2 separate regions of the Hordeum vulgare genome follow, and region 2 is linked to region 1. Evidence: chromatin contacts called from public Hi-C data. All regions are on one chromosome and are shown on one strand. Each heading gives the region's core, a stretch centred on a gene start, on an enhancer-like site or on the middle of the called end of the contact. The rest is flanking DNA. Distances are from core to core; before and after follow the strand shown.

Evidence for each region. A called contact is a pair of places that touch in the nucleus more often than the background predicts.
Region 2: a Hi-C map of seedling shows a contact between it and region 1, with 4 times the contacts expected there. The contact joins the enhancer-like site here to the promoter of LOC123442548 in region 1. A contact is called at or near these places in 2 of 6 Hi-C or Micro-C datasets (leaf and seedling).

Annotation. Positions count from the first base shown.
Region 1 is chr3H:13,697,194-13,700,360 of MorexV3_pseudomolecules_assembly, reverse strand. LOC123442548 (mediator of RNA polymerase II transcription subunit 22a-like) reads left to right here and starts at 1,578. Exons shown (of 4, transcript XM_045118622.1): 1 at 1,578-1,923; 2 at 1,998-2,063; 3 at 2,992-3,167. The coding sequence starts at 1,765.
Region 2 is chr3H:13,783,370-13,786,536 of MorexV3_pseudomolecules_assembly, reverse strand. No RefSeq gene overlaps it. Among protein-coding and RNA genes, the nearest start is that of LOC123439262, 6.7 kb to the left of the region's middle. Within about 2 kb of position 1,741, at least 2 of the 3 cell types and tissues checked have open chromatin away from gene starts, as enhancers often do. A contact at or near this core is called in seedling, where this site is marked.

The DNA.
Region 1 (3,167 bases), core at 329-2,828:
TATATACATTTGAATCATACATCCAGTTGGGAAATATGTTGTAATCTAAGTTTTTATATGTACATCAGTCCATGTGATCAAGGATATCATCATGTACTGCAACTTCAAGGCTTCTTTAATTTTTGTAAACACGACAATGTATCATTGTGGTGCAAAAATAAGTCTTCTATCTTCTTTTAAGAATATCTCAAGAAAGGATGTGCACTTGCCGGATCAGAAAAGCAAGTCCTAAAAGGACCGATTTTAGAGACCATATGTGATTATACGATTATGTGTATGAAAGTATTATATCATTTTTCTTGACATGTCTCCATTTATATATAACTCAGATTCCTTTTTGCCATACAAAATATGTTTCTGCATACGACAACCTGAACATATCATCGTATGCAAATATAGAATGGTTAAATTATAGGAAATTTGGTTATACATATACATAGTTTTTTAGAGTCTGACAAATTCCATGCTGAAATAATAATTCAGTTTTCTATTGTTTATATTGGATTATGGTGAAAGTTACATATTTATAGGCACATGAGGAGACTTAAACTCGAGACAATAGACATGTATCCTTTGCCAATGCACCTCAACGTACAAGTCAAAATGGCATGTGAATTAATGAAGTCTCAACGAGCTAAAGGAAATCGTCATTACCATGGAAGATCAATATTTCTGTTTTCAACTAGAAACTTACTGTAACAAATTAGAAGTGATTGGAAATTTAACATTTTGAAAAGTCTGAGGAGCCGGTAACCAATTACAGTGCTACTAAAATATATTAGAAAATTGCATGTAGTCCACAATGATATATAGTATTACCAAAATATATTTATGTTTTATATAAACTAGGCCGTGCGAATGCACGGGTTGACGACTAGTGTTTATTAATTATGTAGCTCCTACAAAAAACAAGAAACAATAAACGTTTTTCAGAAGAAAAAAAGACGATAAAACCGCACAGAAAAACAAAAACCAACTCCTTTTTTTAGCAACACAAAAACCAACTGTAGTGATCTCATCAAAGCGGGCCCATACCTGGCCAAACAGGCTGTGCTAGTCGGACCGGCCCGACAACCCGCGGGCTAGACACGACACCCGGCCCGACACGATTTAAACGGGTCGTACCAGGCACGCGACACGCCTCGGGCCGTGCCTGGGCCTGGAGGTTGGGCACGTGGGCCGGCACGGCACGACCCGTTTATTTTTTTACATATTTTTAGATATTTTTAATGTATGTATTATAATATATGACCCAATAGACCTAAAAATAAGCCCATAAGGCTAAAATTATACAACTCAACGTGCTAATCGGACCAACAGGCCGGCCTATTTAGTAACTGGGTCGTGCCTGGGCTTGGAAGCGCAGCCCACAGGCTGGCACGGCACGGCCCGATTACTAAACGTGTCTCGGCGGGCCATGCCGGGCCAGGCACGTTTAGGCCGTTCCGTGCCGGGCCGGGCCGGCCCGTTTGCCCAGATCTGAGTGGGCCTGCCAATTTTACGCCTCGCTTCAGCGTGGCCTCTTCTCTTTGACGCCGCATGAGGTCTCGCACCGAGTTTCTAAAAAAAAAAAAAAGAGAGAGATCTCGCACCGAGCTACTAACTCCCGTCCCGGCGCCGATTCTGGGGTCTCTGCCGCTCTCGATCTCTCCGGCCTCGCCGGAAGCCGTCGCCCCCTGCACACCCCGCCCGCCCGGCGCCACCCCGCCCACCGACCTCCTGCCAGCCGGCGCCCGCCGCCCACCGCTCGCCGGGTGACCCGCGATGAGCAAGCCAGGCGGCAGCGCTGGCGGCGCCATGGCGGGCCCGACGGCGGCGGCCGCGGCCGCCGCGGCGCAGAAGCAACGAGCGCTCCTCCAGAAGGCCGACGCCGACGTCGGCAGCCTCGTCGACAACTTCTCCGCCCTCATCAACATCGCCCGCGTACGCCCCTGTTCCTTCTTGGCACTCTCCTTCTGCCTAACCAGCCCTAACCCTGCGCTTTTTCCTCGTCTCAGGTCAACGACCCTCCCGTGCGCAACTCGCAGGAGGCATTCCAGATGGACATGCGCGCCTCCCGCATGGTAAGTTCGCCTCACTGCCCACCATTTGCTCAGAGATTTGTTTCTCCCCACTGTTCGAAATTGTCGTGACCAAAATTGGAGACGAGTTGTGCCTTAAATCAACAGCACCACGCTACTACAAGCTATAAATTGACAGAACTCGCAGTGAGGTTGATGATTATGAGATCAAACTAGGCTATGAAACTGGCAGTGAAGATCGAAACAGTAACGCCCAATTGAGTGGTGGTATTAGCCTAAGCTGTCCCTGAATTAAATCCCATAGCGCTGTAGCACAAAAGCCCACAAGGAGATATCAGTTACTCCCTCCATTTTTGTATACAAGACCACAAGGAGTATCATGTAATCATGTAGACTTAGCAACCAGCATGGCAATGAATGTGATGTGACTAGGGTGAAAATGTGTATGCTAAATACAGTAATGCTATGATCAAAATAGGGATCAGTTTGGTAAAGCCTATTTAGGATCTATAAGTCTAGATGTGCAGGGTAAGGTTTCAGGAATATAAATATAAGCTCTGAAGCACTCCAGCCCCTGGTAGATTGATTTCATGGTCATGTACTTTAAACTCAGTCTCCCAAGATGCAGATGATGAGTGGATATAAGAAGCTTCGGCGCCATAATTGGTGCTGCAATTGTAACAAGTTGATACTAGAAGCAAGGACTACCTTAGCTTCGGCACCATAATTACTGCTGCAATTGTAACAAGTTGATACAAGAAGCGAGGACTACCTTAGCTTTGGCGCCCTAATTAGTGCTGCAATTGTAACAAGTTGATACAGAAACTATAGTAGCAGCTGATACGATATACTCCTATGTTATACTGCAACCTACTGTGTTTTGAGCTAATTCTAGAATACCATCAAATCTAGTATTCGTTTTTCTTGATTCGTCTTGTTTGGTTATCAAATGCTGTTTTATGTTTTCCAGGTGCATTCAGCGGACTCTCTGTTGAAACTAGTGTCGGAACTTAAGAGGACAGCTATCTTTTCTGGGCTTGCTTCTTTGAGTGAGAATGTTGATAGGAGGATTGAAGTGCTCAGTCAACAGGCAGAGGAGACAGAGAGAATGCTGGAGAGGATTGGGCAGGAAGCAGCAGCAAGCCT
Region 2 (3,167 bases), core at 492-2,991, 86 kb before region 1:
GCCACCTTGAGTTAGCACTCCTTGTCGAGACAACTTGCAATGCACGTGACCAGAAAGAGGTTGCGATCACTTTCCTAGATGCAGAAATGAACCACCTGGTACTATTTATATTATGTTTTTGCAATCACTTTTGACATGGTTGTCATACATTAACTCCACTTTGGTACTAAGACATTCCTTTGTGAACCACGACACTCAAAGAGTTCGATTCTTTTTGGACTATGCATTGTCTTGTACTATCATCTACTTTTGCATGTTTGGACATAACTATGCAAATGGCTAAGGTAGGTCATGGCCACTTATTCTTAGGTTAGTTTTCATACATACCATCAATTTTAGGAATCTCATAATAATACTTAGGCAGTTGCAAAGTTGAGCACCAATTAATTTATACAGCTGGTGCAAACTGATGCATCGATAGTTGGGTTATAGCGGCACAAGTTGATAATTCTATGTCGTCATAGCAACTAATCGCAGGATTGCATATATATGTAGCTCAGAGAGGTCAATAATTGATCACTACAGAGTAGAGAACATTTGTTTATATTTTGTCAAAAGTGGCCACCACTTTTGAAAGAAGGAGACAGAACAAACCGAATGACCACCAAGCGGACATTTGGCCCCAAAGGTTTCCTTGAACCATACTTTGTTAAGTAGGACAACCAACCACTAGAAGCAATGAGCTAGCTGATGAACCATCATATTTCCCAACAAACTGCCTATGCTGATACCCTTACCACAAGGCATCCAGAATTATTATTATTTTGCGCCCCCTAGGAGTAAAGCCTAAAGAACTAACAGCTAGCTAGAAAAAATAAATAAATAAAAGTTTGGCCTGCTGAGGCTCCCCATGTGAGTCACCATCACCAAGATGTCCCAACTACAAACAAGATCTCAAAAGGGGAGATTTGAAAACACTTTTGCCATGATCTCACTCGAGTCCCTTGATGTAGTTTTATGTCAAGAAACCTTATCCTAAATGGGACGTGATTAGATTGTGGGCCCTAGCCGGCCTCTTGTTGTTTTCTTCTAGCTAGGGTTCCCCAACTTGATTATTATGCGCCGAAAGATGGCAGCTTGTGTGTGGTTTTGGACGACTCAAATATGCTATAAATTAATTGTATGTTTGTATATTTATGTGGTGTTGGAGCATATCCCAATTTTGGGCAAGCATCTGAGTTGTCATGCATCCTTCAGTGGAGCCTCGCTTGGACACGATTAATTATAAAACACATCAGTATATATGTGGCCCTAAGCCTAAAGGACTGCTATTAATTTAAGAGAATTGGTGTTGCAACAGTAACTAACTTTGGAACACTTTAATTTTTTTTCATGTTAAATTATCTCCTCAGGGCCCGATCGAGGAGGAGCTGAATTTGTACAACAAAACAGTAAAGACAAGTGATGGATCTCAAGACTTGTAACAGTGCACTAGATAGGATATGGATGGATTTCCATTAGAGAAAGGAAACCAACTTTGCTTCATGCTGAGGAGTTGATCAGTCCCCCTCTTTTAGGGGTCCCAATTGAGCTAGCTAGCATACATAGTCCCCATGGGTAGCTAGCTTGTCTAGAAGGGAAGCAATGGAGTCAATGTCTTGTCTCCCTTTGGCATCATGTCAAAGACCTTAGGGCATCATCATGTTGTACTTAAGTACCCTCCCTCCCTCTTTTCATAGTGGTGTGAGGGGTGCCCCACCCTCACCTCCTCCCCTGTGGCGTTGGTGTTGGTGTTGGTGTGCATGGCACCAAGCCACCAACCAGTCAGAATTCAACAGGTATTGCCAAGGTTTTAGTAGCCCTAGGAGTGAGCGCCATGATTAGAAGGAAGATGCCATGCTTAGGCTGACACATATGTATATTTGACATGCGAAATGAAAAGCGCATGCATGCCCCCTTGGTGGACTCCTGATCATTTGGTCTGATGAAAGAAAGCTCCCCCGCTTTATTGGTATCTGTACTTTGCATCCTGTCACTTGCCCTGTTTTTCTGGTACTGCTACATGCCCCAATCCCTCTCCCTTTTCCACAATGGAATGGACTCGGCTTCAGCTCAACCCAGCCCAAGTTGAAGTGGTGGTGGGTTTTGTGCTGTGTGATTGGCCGCGGGGAGTACTTGATGCATGAATGGTCATCCATCTGATACAACATCCCTTTCCCTTTCCCTGCTCACTGAATTGATGGGCATGCAGGAGTATTTCACGTTCACATTAACATTCACTACACCCTGTAAAAACACCACACTTGGTTGATTTTGCTGGTGATGTGCCAGGTGTGAACCTTGACCTACTTTCAGTTGGCTAAGCACTCTGAGGCTGCAGACAGTGCACTCCACCCTGCTGGCACATCCAGGATTTTACTACTAAATTATCTTCTTGCACTGACTGCCTTATGATCACATTTAACAGACCTATGGCGGATAATTAACCTCCCTAGCTAGGGTCCAGATCTTCAGGGTTGCTTACTGTAGCGCATACATGGATGATTAGTGCTCTAGGTGTGATGCTTAATCACTCAGTCAGATGGGTCCAGACTAACTGTAGCTATAGCCAGGTCCCTGCTCTGCTCATTACTCCATTAGGCCACAAAGGAAGTACATTAGTACTCTAGTTGTCAGGCTTAATCACTCAGTCAGATGGGTCCAGACTAAATGTAGCTATAGCAAGGTCTCTGCTCTGCTCATTACTTCATTAGGCCACGAAGGAAGTACATTAGTACTCTAGTTGTCAGGCTTAATCGCTCTCGGATGGGTCCAAACTAACTGTAGCTAGGTAGCTAGCTTGGCTCATTTTTGAGCCCCAAAGGCTTCATCTTATTATTGAGATGCTTTCTACCGTACGGAGGGCTAGCAGCCTATACGTGTTGTATAATGTCACTTGTGGAGCAAGTGACAATGCTAAGTTAGTAGTACTAGCAGGGCTGCTAGCTAGCCACCTAGCGTGCTGTTGATTACCACTGCTTGCATATGTAAGCTATGGTTAGCCATAGCCCCTAGGTTTGTTAGTCGTGGCTCGCAGTCATGAGGCGTCGAGGTAATTCAACTCTAAAGACTCTGAAGCGCTTGTCGGGGGCTAGCTAGGTAAGTACTACTAGCTAGTCGCTGCGGCTGCTAGGCATCGACCTATTATCCGTCGATCGGCTTGGCGATTGAGTTACTTGCAAGGCAGA